Linked DNA regions of Sus scrofa: region 1 is linked to region 2. A link is a contact called in public HiChIP or PLAC-seq data. All regions are on one chromosome and are shown on one strand. The core of a region is the stretch at or near the end of the contact, and the rest is flanking DNA. Distances in the headings are between cores, read along the strand shown.

What was found. HiChIP or PLAC-seq counts read pairs in DNA pulled down with a chosen protein or histone mark.
Region 1: an H3K27ac HiChIP or PLAC-seq map of alveolar macrophages shows a contact between it and region 2. The contact joins two enhancer-like sites. A contact is called at or near these places in 2 of 2 datasets of contacts at active chromatin or transcription factors (alveolar macrophages and skeletal muscle).

The regions. Positions count from the first base shown.
Region 1 is chr3:93,745,171-93,752,736 of Sscrofa11.1, reverse strand. No RefSeq gene overlaps it. Among named protein-coding and RNA genes, the nearest start is that of SOCS5, 110 kb to the left of the region's middle. Within about 2 kb of position 4,311, at least 1 of the 83 cell types and tissues checked has an H3K27ac peak or open chromatin away from gene starts, as enhancers often do. A contact at or near this core is called in alveolar macrophages, where this site is marked.
Region 2 is chr3:93,237,301-93,244,776 of Sscrofa11.1, reverse strand. No RefSeq gene overlaps it. Among named protein-coding and RNA genes, the nearest start is that of EPCAM, 56 kb to the right of the region's middle. Within about 2 kb of position 5,721, at least 48 of the 83 cell types and tissues checked have an H3K27ac peak or open chromatin away from gene starts, as enhancers often do. A contact at or near this core is called in alveolar macrophages, where this site is marked.

The DNA.
Region 1 (7,566 bases), core at 3,062-5,561, 510 kb before region 2:
TGGAAGCAGGGGCCCTGCCCCATCCCTGAAGATGCCAAAACCTTCCAGGCCTGACCACGTGGAGTGGGGTCTGCCTCATGGTTGGGAGAACTCAGAATCCCAGAGGTGGTCTGAGGTCTCCCGCTTTGCAGGGTGAGGGTCAGGGGCTGGGGGTTGACCAATGCCCTTTCTGCTCAAACACCTGCTCGACACGTCCAAGGAACTGCCACGTATCTTGACCAGCATTTCACTCTAACCCTCTCAGTTTCCCTGCAGGAAAGTGAAGATTTAACAGAGAAAATTATGAAACGCTTCTGCTGGAATCAAGCAGAAAGGAAGATCTTTAATAAGAGGATCAATTATGAACCTTACACTCTTAAGCCTAGTTCTCCACGAGAGCAAAGATGACAATGGGAACTAATGGGGTCTCTTAGTTCCTTTTCAAACCTTTAAGGTCTGGGTCTAGCTGTTGCCTCATGGGAACTTCTTCTCTGTTATTTCTCTAACATTTCAATTGCCACAGAATTAACCTGGATTTTATAGATGCTATTTTTCTACTCTTTGGGGAGTATTATGAGAAGGCCAACTATGATTGCTGCAAAGAATAGCTCTTGTCGCCTCTGCAGCCACTAAAGCAAAGATGTCAGCTGGGAGGCCAATCTTATTCCACCCTCCACACTCCACCCCCAGGAGAACCTGCCCGTTGGCCCATCTCAGGTATAACTTCTTAGACTAGGTTGGCCTCTGACCTCAGGGTACCCCTCCCAAGGCAGCTGAGTTGTGACCCGGTGAAGAAGATGATCTGGACCACTGAGAGTCCTCCTTCAGGCCATAAGTCCAGGGAACTGAGAGGCTGCTGACATTTTGGAAATGGAAACCAAAGCAGAGGCTGTGGTACAGAAAGGGGAGAGAAGCAGGTGATCATCATGATGGTCACATATGAGATGAAGGCATGAAGGGGGCCCTCCAACAATAGCAACCGCAAGAGGCCACACATTCCTGGAAAGATGGGGAGTGTCTCTTAGTTTGGGATGGTTTTCCCACCTCAGACCCAGCTCCCATGAGAGCCAGCTGAGTCAAGGCTCCTGTTCTAGGGGTCACCATCCCTGCCTCACAGATCCTGGTACTAAAAACCCCTCTTTCCTGAGCCAGCTTAAGGTGGGTGGGGAGGTCTCTTTCTGAAAGCCATCTGCTCATCAAGGGAAGGTGTTTAGATCATTTACATTTAATGTAATTAAAGATAGAGTCAGGCTTATAGCTACCAGCTTGCTGCTTATTTTCTATTTGTCCCCTTTATTCTGTTCCCTTTTTTTCTTTTGGCCTTCTTTGCATTAATTATGCATTTTTGAGTATTTTATTTTCTCTCCACTATTGGCTTGGTAACTATCACCTTGTCTTCTCTTTTCAGTGGTTGTTCTAGGATTTAAAATATGCATAATTAATGTATCACCATGCACCTTCAAATATTATCTTACTTCACATATACTATAAAAGCCTTCCAACAGTATGCTCCCACATTCCCCTCCTTTACTTTGTGCTATTGTTGTCATATATTTTACTGCTGTATATGCGATCAACACCACAATATAGTTGATTTAAAACAATAAGACAATATATACATTCTTCTGCTTTAAATCTTTATGCTTTTTAAATTTTTAAATAAGGGGGGAAAAGATATTTTATTTTTACTCACATTATTTACCATTTCCTGATCTCTCCAGCCCTTAGTATTAATCCAAGTTTCCATCTGGCATCATTTTCCTACTGCCCAAAGAACTTTAGTATTTTTTTTTAAGTTCAGGCCTATTGGCAACAAGTGTTCTCATCTTTTGTCTGTCTGAAAAAGTCATCATTTCACCATCATTTTAAAATTACATTCTTGCTAGATTAAAATTCTGAGTTGACTTCTTTTTCTTTCAACACTTTAAGATGCATTCCACTGTCTTCTGGGTTGCATTGTTTCTTACAATAAATCTGTGGTAAGCTTTATCTTTGTTCCTCTGAACAAAATGTGTCTTTTCCTCTGGATGCTTTAAAGATGTTTTCTTTGTCACTGTTTTTCAGAAATTTGATCATATTGTGTCATGGTGTAAGATATTTAGATCTGTAGATTTACAGTTCTCATCAAATTTGAGGAAAAAATTTGGCCTTAATTTCTTCAAACATTTTTTTCTGTTTCCTCCTCCTATCTTTCTAGAAGTCCAATATCATGGACACTAGACTGCTTGATATATTGCATGGGTGATTGGGACTGTGCTGTGCACTAAAACTGTGTGTGTTTTCTTATATGTAAATCAAAACTAAATATACTTGATTTAAAACAATAATATATACAAGCCCCCCAGCACCACTCATGGCACATAATAGGTGCTTAATAACTACTGTTTCTCATCTCCCCAATGCCATCTCTTTAATTTCCCTCTGTGATCCTGCTATTTTTTACACACTTTCAGTCTCTCATGTCTCTCACTCCTTTTCCTCTCCAAATTTCTCCCATCCTTCAAGGTGCATCTTAAATTCCTCCATCCTCAACGTTGCCCAGGTTACTCCGGCTCACAGTGCAGAACTCCTAAAGCACTCATCATTTGCTTCCCCAGAATTAAGCATTATTGTAAATTGACATGTGTCATTCACAAGATATGGGTGCATCCGTGCCTCGCCTCACCTTTGGTTTTGAATTGCTCAAGGATGAGTACTACTCTTCTCCCCTGCCACCTCATTACTACCTGTTCCAACACTGCCAATGGTGTTTCTCATTGTCCACTAACTGGGATGGAGCCTCCCAAAGGTCACAGAGCCCCACAGGGTCCTACCCTTGGCCAGCCAGCTCCTGAGGGGAAAAAAAAACCATCTGTAGAGCAACAACGTCTAAAGGAAAAGGGGCTTTGGAGTCCAACCATACTAGTCTGAATCTCAGCCCTGCCTGCTGCCTATCTGTATGACTCTGGCCATTGCCAAACTGAGCCTCAGTTTTCTCATCAGTTTCACGAGTGTGACTATTAGAATGAGGCAGAGAATTGCGTCAAACATCCGGCTATTATCTACTGTCATGACAGCTGGAGACATGAATGCAGCACAGGCCCCCAGCCTGGCAAAGCATACATGGAGCTGATACTCTGAGAACACCTAGACTTATGGATTTTTTGCCAGTCATGAACTCATTTCCCCAGGCTGTGTCTAAGGGCTCTGTATCCCTCACAAAAGCTTATTGTGTTTCTTCAGCCCCATCCACACATCTGGTTGCACTTACTGATCTAAAAATGTATCCGTCCTGCTTGCCATGTTCACATTTCAGAACATGGTGCAGCCCCAGGGGGAAAAAATTCATAAATACCATGCGTTAAAAAAAATTAATGCCGTGCATTTACATCCCTCCAAAAAAAGAAGGTCTAGGACAAGGAACATAGTGCCTGGACAGCTCTGCAACAGGCGCCTGGACAGCTCTGCACACCAGGGGGTGACATACCATGGTCCCTATGACTTGAACTAGTGGTCTGAGGCTAGGAACCCCCCTCCAAAGCAGTGAGGAGGACTTCCAGGGCAAGGAATCCTGAAAATAAGAGGTTCTTTTGACTGCCTGGTAAAGGTTTACTTCCAAAGATGGGAGGAATAGCAAGGTGAGGTTAACAGACAGGATGCTGAGTGGCTAAGACCATGCACTCAGTGTCTGTGGGTCTCTCTTACCCATCTGTGCATAAGTGCTTATGTCTCCACTGCAGCTAAGATTCTATGAATGTCTCTGAGATGAATGAGGCAGAGGTGTTTGCCTTTGTCTATGTTCTCAATGCCTATTACAGGACCTGGCATGTACAGAGACTCCACAATGTTTGTTGGAGAGATGAATATTTTAACAGTGAAACCGTAAGCCTCTGTTTAGATACTCACTTTGCCCTCAACTACTATGACATCAAACAACTTCATTTCTGAGCTCCAATTTCCTCATATGTAGAATACACAATGAGGCCTACACATGATGATTGTGAAGGTTAATAAAGGCCTCATTTTATTATTATTATTATTATTGCTTTGGAGGGCTGCACCTGTGCATATGGAAGTTCCCAGGCTAGGGGTTGAATCAGAGCTATAGCTGCTGACCTATGTCACAGCCACATCAACACAGGATCCGAGCCATGTCTGTGGCCTACACCACAGCTCATGGCAATGCCAGACCCTCAACCCACTGAGTTAGGCCAGAAATCAAACCTGCAACCTCATGTTATTAGTCAGATTCGTTTCCACTGTGCCACAATGGGAAATCTAGGAAGGGCTCCTTTTAAATGAAATCCAGAAGCCCTGAAGGGGAACTTGTCATGTACACACCATCAGTTGCATTTTATTTATAGTTCTGGGCAGAAAGAAGCTTACTTTACTACCCTAGTAGGAGGGAGGAAGATTTTCTCTTCTCCTAGCAACAGCCCAGCCAATGAGAAACCATCACCACTCTGAACTCTCACTTTCCTTGGATAGACATGCATTCAAAGCAGTCTCCCAACTTGCTCCTTTTCTCTATAAAGTTACATTCCTCTCCTTTGTCCTCCGGATTTTCCCATGGTTTTCCACAGCTTGCATATCCCATACTGCAACACATCTATGTCCACATAAACCGCTTTGCTGGTAAAATAACTGGCTGCTTTATTGTTAAGGTGGACATGGTCAAATGAGATGTTTGCAAAGTCCATACAGGATGACTACTACAGAGTGGGTGCTCACTAAATGGTAGCTATCATGGTTATTATTACATCAACAGGATTCTGCTTGCTGGTTTTTTGAAATGGCCATAGGAATTTACTCTCTTGCTTCTTTTTTTCCCTCATCCCTCACTCCCAGTACAGTGGTGCAGAGCCTGGATTTTCTCATTCAAGGGGCTGCCTCTGAGGATGAGACAAAAAGAACTTGCTTGTGTAGTAGTAGAAGAATAGATTCAAGTTAGAGCTGAACAAGGAGTATCAAAGACTGAAAGAAGTTATGAAAAAAAGAAGGGGGAACTTTCCCCAGGCAACCTATTAGACTACATAGATGTATTCATCAGTGACTGGCTCCTATCTTGACCCATGAGGAGCCGTGTAGGACTATATGACCTTTTACTTGATGGTCCCTACAGGCTAGGAGAAGCTCAAGGACGTTGTGATGAGGCCAGTGGGCTCCACCAGATGCTGTGTGTGTGATATGCTCTACAGTGACCTGTAGATCTCTGAAGTTAAACAGTTGCTGAGATGCATCAGTGCTGCCTGAAGACAGAATGAAAAGAAGTAGAGCCCTACCTTGTACCCTGTACCTGATGCTTGGCTCTGAAAGAGGGAATAAAGAAGGGCCCCACTAGATCTGCCTTCTCATGAGACTCCCATGTGCTGAGTCTTTCAGGAACTCTTTACAACCTTTAAAGACAACCCTGGGGCACCGCGGAGCGTTGCTGGGATACCGGCACAACCTCAATGGCCACCTGAGGTTAGGGCCATACACCTACAGCAACCCTGCCTTAGAAGGGGAAAAGAGGAGTCATGCTCTCAGCTGAGCTGAGTGTCCTCCAGAGGCTTTCCCACCAGTGCTAGAGACTGCCAGCCAGCTCCCAGATCCAGTTCACTAAGGGAGCTGGGTCCTTCGTTCTTGTTCAGAGAGACTGGGTTGGGGGTAGGTGGAATAAAGGGGAATGACTTGTTGTGAGTGAGGCTGGGGTGGAGGAGAGATAGAAAACCTCTCTGTGTGTATTACCTACTTCGCCAGCTCTGTCTGTGTCAGCCGAAGATGGGGAGGGCTGACCTAAGACTGGCAGGTAGGGTGAAGGGCAAGTTACATTCGCCTGAGCTGTGCTGAATGGACTTGGAAAGACAGACCCTGCCCTCTTGGGAACTTCTGGGATGAGGCACCCATTCTGTGCAGAGACCGAGTTTGTTTTCCTCACAATAGCTTCTGGCAACTGAGGAAGAAAAATGCTCTACTGTTGGACAGGATCCCCACGGAGACCACCTCAAGTCCCCAGAAGCAACTCTCCAGCAGGTGCCTCCACCAAGCACTTGGGCTGCCTCCATTCCCACTGCACTTTCTCTTCCCTGCTGCCATTCCCACACTTCCTCTGCTCTTACTAGTGACTTCCTGGATTCTTCCCCAAGGGCCATTTTGGAATAACTCTGCACCATCTAGACTTCTGCACTCACCTGACTGTATTTTACCTTTTACTAACTCCCCTTCCCCCTCATTCTCCATTTGTTTTGTTTCTCTGGGTCCTTTCCCCTGCTATGAAGGAGGATGTGTAATTCTTTGGTGTCTGCTAGAATACAGAGCTCAGTATACAATAGGGGCTCAATAAATACTTCTTGATGACTTACTGAAAGGCTGTACTATCTCATATCTTAAGATGCAATTCTATAAACTTAAAAGTTTCTGCAGAGCAAAGGAAACCCTAAACAAAACAAAAAGACAACCCACAGAATGGGAGAAAATATTTGCAAATGAAGCAACTGACAAGGGATTAATCTCCAAAATTTATAAATACCTCCTGTAGCTCAATACCAAAAAAACAAACAACCCCATCAAAAAATGGGCAGAAGAACTAAACAGACAGTTCTCTAAAGATGATATACAGATGGCTGAAAAACACATGAAAAAAAGATGTTCAACATCACTAATTATTAGAGAAATGCAAATCAAAACCACTATGAGGTACCACCTTACACCAGCCAGAATGGCCATCATCCAAAAGTCTACAAACAATAAATGCTGAAGAGGATGTAGAGAAAAGGGAACTCTATTACACTGTTGGTGAGAATGTTAATTGGTGCAACCACTGTGGAAAACAGTATGGAGATTCCTCAGAAAACTAAAAATAGAACTTCCATTTGATCCAGCAATCACAGTCCTGGGCATCTATCCAGGGAAAACCATGACTCAAAAAGATACATGCACTCCAGTGTTCACTGCAGCACAATATACAATAGCCAGGACATGGAAACAACCTAAGTGTCCATTGACAGAGGAGTGGATAAAGAAGATGTGGTACATATACACAAAGGAATATTACTCAGCCATTAAAAGGAAAGAAATAACGGCATTTGCAGCAACATGGATGGACATAGAAATTATCATGCTAAGTGAAGTCAGTCAGACAATGAGACACCAACATCATATGCTATCTCTTACATGTGGAATCTAAAGAAAGGACACAGTGAAATTCTTTGCAGAATAGATACTGACTCACAGACTTTGAAAAACTTATGGTTTCCAAATGAGACAGGTTGCAGGGTGGGAGGATGCGCTGGGGGTTTGGGATGGAAATGCTATAAAATTGTGTTGTGGTGATCGTTGTATGACTACAAATGTCATAAAATTCATTGGTTAATAATAATAATAAAAAAACAGGAAAAAAGATGCAATTCTAAAAAGTTTGGGTCCTAAGAGTACACTCAAGACTGAGAAACTTGGCGCTCCTTGGGCTCCAGGCTCTGAGTGCTCTGGGGCTGCTGCAGAGCACTGGACTAGGAGTAAGGGCATTGGGACTGTGTCCCAGCCCTGCCACCAATTTGTGTGTGGTCAAGAGTAAGTTATATAACCTTTCTCCCCATCCCTACCCATGCACTGGATCGCCACCTACTC
Region 2 (7,476 bases), core at 4,472-6,971:
GATTTACTGTGTAGCACAAAAAACCATATTCAATATCAATTTCGTCTAATGGAAAATAATCTGAAAAAAATTATATAGAACTGAATCGCTTAGCTATTCACCTGAACCTAACACAATGTGGTACATCAACTATACTTCAATCTTTTAAAAATGATGAAGGTAGTAAATTTTAGGCTATGCATATTTTCCCACAATAAAAAAAAAGTGGAAAAAATTAACATCAAGAATGATGGAAAAATGTTCAATTTCCTTCTGAATATTGAGCCCTTTGGCAATAAAGCGACACACTGTAATTATCCCAAAGTTGGGCAGTGAGAAGCTGACCAGTGAGACCTGGCATCAAGCCACCTTGAGCCCTTGATAATGCCAGCTGGGATGTTGGGTGGTGGGTGTGTTTTCTTCTTCGGTGACAGGAAGGTTGCTGATAGGAGAACTCTGTGAAAATGTTTACTATTATTCTGGCTTTTCCAAAGTAGAGTTTCTAGAACACAAACTTTCTGACATTCAGGGACTGGAATGTCAAGGGCAGTGCTGGAACAGAATTTCGTGTGCAGCTGAGTGACCTCCGGGGACTGAGCTCTCAATCTTCTGCAAGCCTTTGTGCAGCCTGTTCCCTTCTGGTTTTGCCTGAAAAGAAAGTCTTGCGAAATAGCCAAGGTGGAGCCCAGGAAACTTGAAAAAATTTCATTCTAGCACTGTTAGTGTGAATATTTGAGAAGCTAAATCTCCATTATAGTGATAACTAGTATCAATTGAGTACAGGCATACCTCACTTGATGGAGCTTCAGAGATGATGTGTTTTTCACAAATTGAAGGTTTGTGGCAACCTTGAGTCCCGCAAGTCTTTAGACTCTTGGTGTTACTTTTCCAATAGCATTTGCTCACTTTGTGTCTCTGGGTTATGTTTTGGTAATTCTCACGAGATTTCGACCTTTCTTATTATTATATTTGTTATGGTCATCTGTGATCTGTGATCTTTGATGTTGCCAGCGCAAACGGATTACGACTTGGTGAAAACTTAGCTGATGGTTACCATTTTTTACCAATCAAGTACTTCTTTTATACTGACATATAGTTGGTTTACAACATTATATTAGTTTCAGGTGTACAGCCTAGTGAGTCATTATTTTTATAGAGTATACTCCATTTAAAATTACTATGAAATAATGGCTATATCTCCCTGTGCTGTCAATACATCCTTGTTGCTTAGCTATTTTATATGTAGTAGTACCGCTTAATCCCATACCCCTCCATTTTGTTTTGTTTTGTTTTATGGCTGCACCTGAGGCCTATGAAAGTTTCCTAGGAGTTCCCATTGTGGCGCAGTGGTTAACAAATCCGACTAGGAACCATGAGGTTGCAGGTTCGATCCCTGACCTCGCTCAGGGGGTTAAGGATCCGGCATTGCCGTGAGCTGTGGTGTAGGTTGCAGATACGGCTCGGATCCCATGTTGCTGTGGCTCTGGCGTAGGCCGGCCACTACAGCTCCGATTGGACCCCTAGCCTGGGAACCTCCACATGCCGCGGGAGCGGCCCAAGAAATGGCAAAAAGACAAAAAAAAAAGAGAAAGTTTCCTGGCCAGGAACTGAATCCTTGCAGCTGTGGCAAGGCCTGGGTCCTTTTAACCCACTATGCAGGGCTGGGGATAGGACCCACACCTCTGCAGCAACCCAAGCCGCTGCTACAGTCAGATTCTTAACCCACTGCACCACGGCAAGGACTCCCCTAAATATTTATTATTATTATTATTTTGCCTTTTTTTAGGGCCACAGACTAGGGGTCAAATCCAAGCTGCAGTTGCCGGCCAATGCCACGGCCACAACTGCACCAGATCTGAGCCACGTCTGCAACCTACACAACAGCTCTTGGCAACGCTAGATCCTTAACCCATTGAGCGAGGCCAGGAATCTAACCTGCATCCTCATGGATACTAGTCTGGTTCTTAACCCACTGAGCCACAAGGGAACTCCCCTTTTTTTTTTTCCCAAACATAACTTTCATATGTACTGAGAAACCAAAAAAATTCAGGTGACTCACTTAATTGCAATATTTGATTTATTGCAGTGGTCAGGAACCAAACACACAGTATCTCTGAGGTACACCTGTATTGCTGTCCTTAAAGGTGTTAGCAGCCCAGCATGAGGAAGCTGAGCCTGGGGTTGATAAATGACCTGCAAGGACACACAGGAGGAAACCTGTGTAGTGAGAATTTGAACCCAGTTCAGGTTCTATGTGTCTCCCTGATTCCCTGAACTTTCACACTATGCTGAGAGTCAGCAGTCAGGCCTGACTGTGTAGGAGACTGATGAACCTCTCTAGCTGTCATGAAACACCTGTCCCCATTGAGATTTGCTTTATATTAAGCCGGGAACTTGCAGCATCTTGTCTGAGTCCTATCCCTGACTGCTTCTACCTGGAAGCAGCTGAAAACCTGCTACAGCTCCCTTCCTGCTCTCAAAAGAAAAAAAAAAAAAAATTCTGTTGGTTAGTCACTGTAAAAAATTAGAAAAATCCTGAAAAGCCCAGGAGGAAATTACAAAAAAAAAAAAAAAAAAAAGATTACAAAACTTCAAGATAATCTTTTTAAACAGCTTGACGCATTTCCTACACATACAATGTGTTTTGGTTTGGTTTTTTGGTTTTGGGGGTTTTACTTTATTTTATTTTTTTGCTTTTTAGGGCCCAACCCAAGGCATATGGAGGTTCCCAGACTAGGGGTCAAATCAGAGCTGCAGCTGCCGACCTACGCCACAGCCACAGCAATGCCAGATGCGAGCCACGTCTGCGACCTACACCACAGCTCATGGCAACAACGGATCCCCAACCCGCTGAGCAAGGCCAAGGATTGACCCCGCAACCTCAGTCGGATTCGTTAACCACTGTGCCATGACAGGAACTCCAGAAGTCACATTTCAACAGCTTGGGAGCCACAAGTGGCCAGTGGCTGCCTAGTTGGACCGTGTCGTAGTTCCAGGCCAGCCTTAGCTCCATTCAGTGACCAGCAGGAGCCTCCCTGTCCTCAGGTCACTTCCCAGCCAGTCTGGAATGCTCCAAGAGCGGAAGAAATGAAGAAAGGGACTTTTTTGCACCCTGCAAGGGTCCTGCCCTCCATAGTGGGAAGCAAGAAATGGAAGCTGGTGAGAATGTCCACAGATCTGGTGATGGTGGGCTTAGCATCATCTCAGTATGTGAGCCCAGATCACCCTCAGAAAAGACAGGAGAAGCAGAACTCACTTCTTTCTGCGAGCTCACCCCAAGGCTGCCATTGCAAATACAATGCAGATTATACTCTGCAGTCTGTTACCTGGCACTGATGTACCTGCCTAATCTCCTACTTTATTTCTCATGGCTGTGCTGTGGGACCTCAAGCCAAGCCGAAGCAACTAGGCACTCTACAAACAACTCTCGGGCATCTTCCTGCCTCCACATCCTGTGTATGCGCATACATTCCTGGCCGAATGTCCTGACCTCTTCTCTTCCCACCCAGTTCTTTTTTTTTTTTTTTTTGCCTTTTTTCTAGGGCTGCCTCCGCGGCATATGGAGGTTCCCAGGCTAGGGGTCAAATCGGAGCTGTAGCCGCCGGCCTACACCACAGCCACAGCAACGCAGGATCCGAGGCGCATCTGCAACCTATGACACAGCTCACGGCAACGCCAGATCCTTAACCCACTGAGCAAGGCCAGGGATCGAACCTGCAACCTCATGGTTCCTAGTCGGATTCGTTAACTACGGTGCCACGATGGGAACTCCTTCCCACCCAATTCTGAAGGCCCTGTTCTTCATCTTCCATGAAGGCTCTTTTAATGATTCCTGCTCGAAAGATCTTTGTCCCCCTCTGATATCTGCAGCCACTTACCAGCAGTAACCAGATGAGTGGCTCTGTTTTAGGACATGCCTTACTTGCCTTTCCCTTAAGGTTGTAAATACCTGAAGAACTAGGGTCGGAGTCTTGAGTAATAATAATGATAATAAGTGATGGTTAATATCTGTTGGGCATTTTTTTTTTTTAGGGCCACACCCACAGCACATGGAAGTTCCCAGACTAGGGGGTCTAATCAGAGCCACAGCTGCCAGCCCACTGCACAGCCACAGCAACACCAGATCCAAGCCGCAGTTTATGGCAACGCGGGATCCTTAACCCACTGAGCAAAGCCAGGGATCAAACCCACATCCTCATGGATACTAGTCGGGTTTGTAACTTGCTGAGCCACAATAGGAACTCCAGGCACCATGCTAAGCATTTTACATTGAAACCTCACAACAAGTCTCGGAAGTGATTTCCATTTTATAGGTGAGAAAACCAAGGCAAAGAGAGACCTGGTCCAGTCACACAGCCAAGGTGGCTTGAAAGCCAGGCAGTCTGAGCACAGAATCTAATCCCTTCCCACCCAACCCTGGGCAGTTGCCTGCCTCTCCTACAGTGATAGTTCCTTCCCTAACACTATCTTGGTGCTGTGAACTTGGTAGACTAATTACACATTTAATTATATGTCAACTACTTGAGTTTTTTTTCTGGAGCATGCAACAGGGTGTGAGGCACATTATAGTGATTTAATCGAGCTTTAAAACTTAGGAGTTCCCTTCATGGCTCAGCGGTTATGAACCTGACTAGTATCCATGACTATGCTGGCCTTGCTCAGTGGGTTAAGGATCCAGGATTTTCATGAGCTGTGGTGTAGTTTGCAGATGCAACTTGGATCTGGAGTTGCTATGGCTGTGGCTTAGGTGGCAGCTGCAGCTCCTATTTGGCCCCTAGCATGGGATCTTTCATATGCCACAGGTACAGCCCTAAAAAGACAAAAGTAAAAATAAAAAATAAAAAAATAAAAATTAGGAGTTCCCATCATGGCTCAGCAGAAACCAATCTGACTAGTATCCTTGAGGATGCAGGTTTGATCCTTGGCCTCCATCAATGGGTTAAAGATCCAGCATTGATGTGGACTGTGGTGTAGGTCGCAGATGCCACTCGGATCCCACATTGCTGTGGCTGTGGCATGTGTAGGCTGGTGGCTACAGCTCCCATTCAACCCCTAGACTGGGAACCTCCATATGCTGCGGGTGTGGCCCTAAAAAGACAAAAGATAAAATAAATAAATAAATAGAAGTAAAACTTAAGGCCCTGCACCTGTTCAGCTGATCCTTGCAGAGCCAGCGAGGCCCCTTCCTCCGTCTCCCACCCCCTCCTCAGCACCTGCAGCCCAGGGCTGCGCCCCCCAAAGGCTGCTCTGTAAGTAGACATCAGCTTTCTTCTGTCTCCAGCACCCCTTGTGCAGCGGAAGATAATGGATCTGGAAGACCATCCCCATGGGACACAAGAGAATCCCCCCTACCCCGCCATTTCTATCAACCTTATCTGCTCATGTGGGGCTCTCATCTCCAAGAGGCAATTTAATCCCCCTCCTGGAACTCAAAAGTCACATACCCATTCCCCAGGGAGCTGAGGTATTAAGAAAGGCCAGCGTTTAGGATTACTCTTCGATAAGAGTCTTGTTTAGACAAGATCGCGTATAAAAACTGGCCTGATCCCCACACCCCGGCTCTCCTTTCTTCCTCTCTTGCTTGGAAGATTGCAAGATTGTGCAATCCGCCCCAGAGACCTGGGCAATTTGCTTTCGAACATGCAAACCTGTTTCCCAGCCTTCAGGGTCGCCCTCCCCCGGGGCCTCCCTCCTCCCTCCCTGGGAGTAGCCGCTTGGGGCTCCCCTGGGGTTGACAGCTCAGATCTGTTTCTGGGCACTTCCTCCTGCTACTTGCTCATTTACATTTTGAAACTAGAGCAAAGTTCAGCCATGGTTGGCTTCCTGCACCCTAGGAGCTGCCCGATCCTGGTTAGAAAAAGCAGACAATAGCAACCTGGGAAACTGCACAGTATTTTGGCAGCAGGTTTCTTTGTGTTAAGTCTCTGGTTCTGCAATGGTGGAAACACCCAGGGATGTAAATAGCAATGAGAAAAGGCCACTTGTGCCACTCTTAGGTTTTGTGGTGGCAGGTTCTTTCCCCCATCCCCCAAAGGGTAGGTTGTATTTTTATTTTGCTTGGTTTAAACCGGAGATAAAAGTGTCCACACCCCGTGTTGAGGCCCTGGGGCCCTCCCCACAAGCTGTGAGAGTTCCTTCCTTCCCCCTCGCGCCCTGGCTCTTCTGTCTCAGCACTGTCCTCTCCCAGGCTCCCCGCCACCCCCTCTTTTTTTTAACCCCCTTCATTTTTGGCCGCCCCACAGCATATGGAGCTCCTGGACCAGGGATTAGACTGCGCCTCAGTCAAGACCTAAGCCACAGCATCCTTGACACACTGTGCTGGGGCCAGAAATCGAATCCAAGACGCCGCCCACCCAGTTGTGCCACAGCAGGCATTCCCCGGGGCCCATTCTGAAGACCAGTCACCCCAGCTGCAAAGCAGGGGTAACACCATTGCAGCCTCAGGAGTTGGGAGGGTTGAGGGAGGCAGCAAAGCTCCATGCCTGACGCCCAGCCTGGCTCGACAGGCCCGCAGCACCTCGGCTCAGCCATGCTTAGGGTGTGTTGTTGCAGGTCACAGGTTACTTGGATCCACGCTGTGCTGTGCAGGTGGGGGGGGGCATCTCTGGGGCCTCCCTTCCACACGGGTACACAGCAGGCTGCCCCAGAGGCTGGGCCGGGCCCAGGAGTTTCTGGTGGAAGCAGAGGCTTCCTAGTCTGAGCCCCGTCTGCCGGATTCCAGGCCAGGCCCAACAGCCCTTCAGTACAGAACTTTTTGTACATTCCACAGCAGCTGAAAGGGCTTTTGTCCCCACTCAGGAAGGACAAATGACAAAGGCAATTGTGTGTCTCCTCGCAGACCCACACAGCTTGGGAAGAGAAACTTCTTCAAGAGGCCAGCGCTGCCACAAATGTGATCACACAGCCTCGCAAGTGGGGAGCAGGGTGGGGTCTGGCTTCCCACGAGTGTGGCAGGGTGCACATGACGCAGACACACAAACCCGGAAACTGCTCCTGGTTAGACCAGCAGGCCCGTGAGCTGCAGATGCCACAGCTGCAAGGGGGCCTCGGGAAGGGCATCCCCCACCTGCCAGGAGCTTGCAACTTGATTATGACCCTTTGCCAGGCGGGGCCACAAAGACCACAACTTGTCACAGGAAACACAGTTCTTTCCACACGGGCCATTCTCATGAAGACCATTAGGCTGTGCCAGAGAATGATCAATGGAATTCTGTCCTGGGGTCCCTTCCAATGCATAATTATTTATGGCCTATGGAGGAGGTTGAAACTCTAGACAGCCCATGTGAAATCCATCACTTGTAAGGACGAATTCTAATTGAGAGGAGGTGGATCTCTCTTTTAGCCATTTTCTTTCTCCTTCTTAACCCCTTTCTCCTGTCACTGCCATAATAGGAGAGCTAAGGTGTGGAGGGTTTTAAATTTTTTCGTTAAAGGAGAAAGCTTTTCTTAGCAAAGGAAATGATGATGCATCATTTTATTGCCCCTTGAATGGAGTCA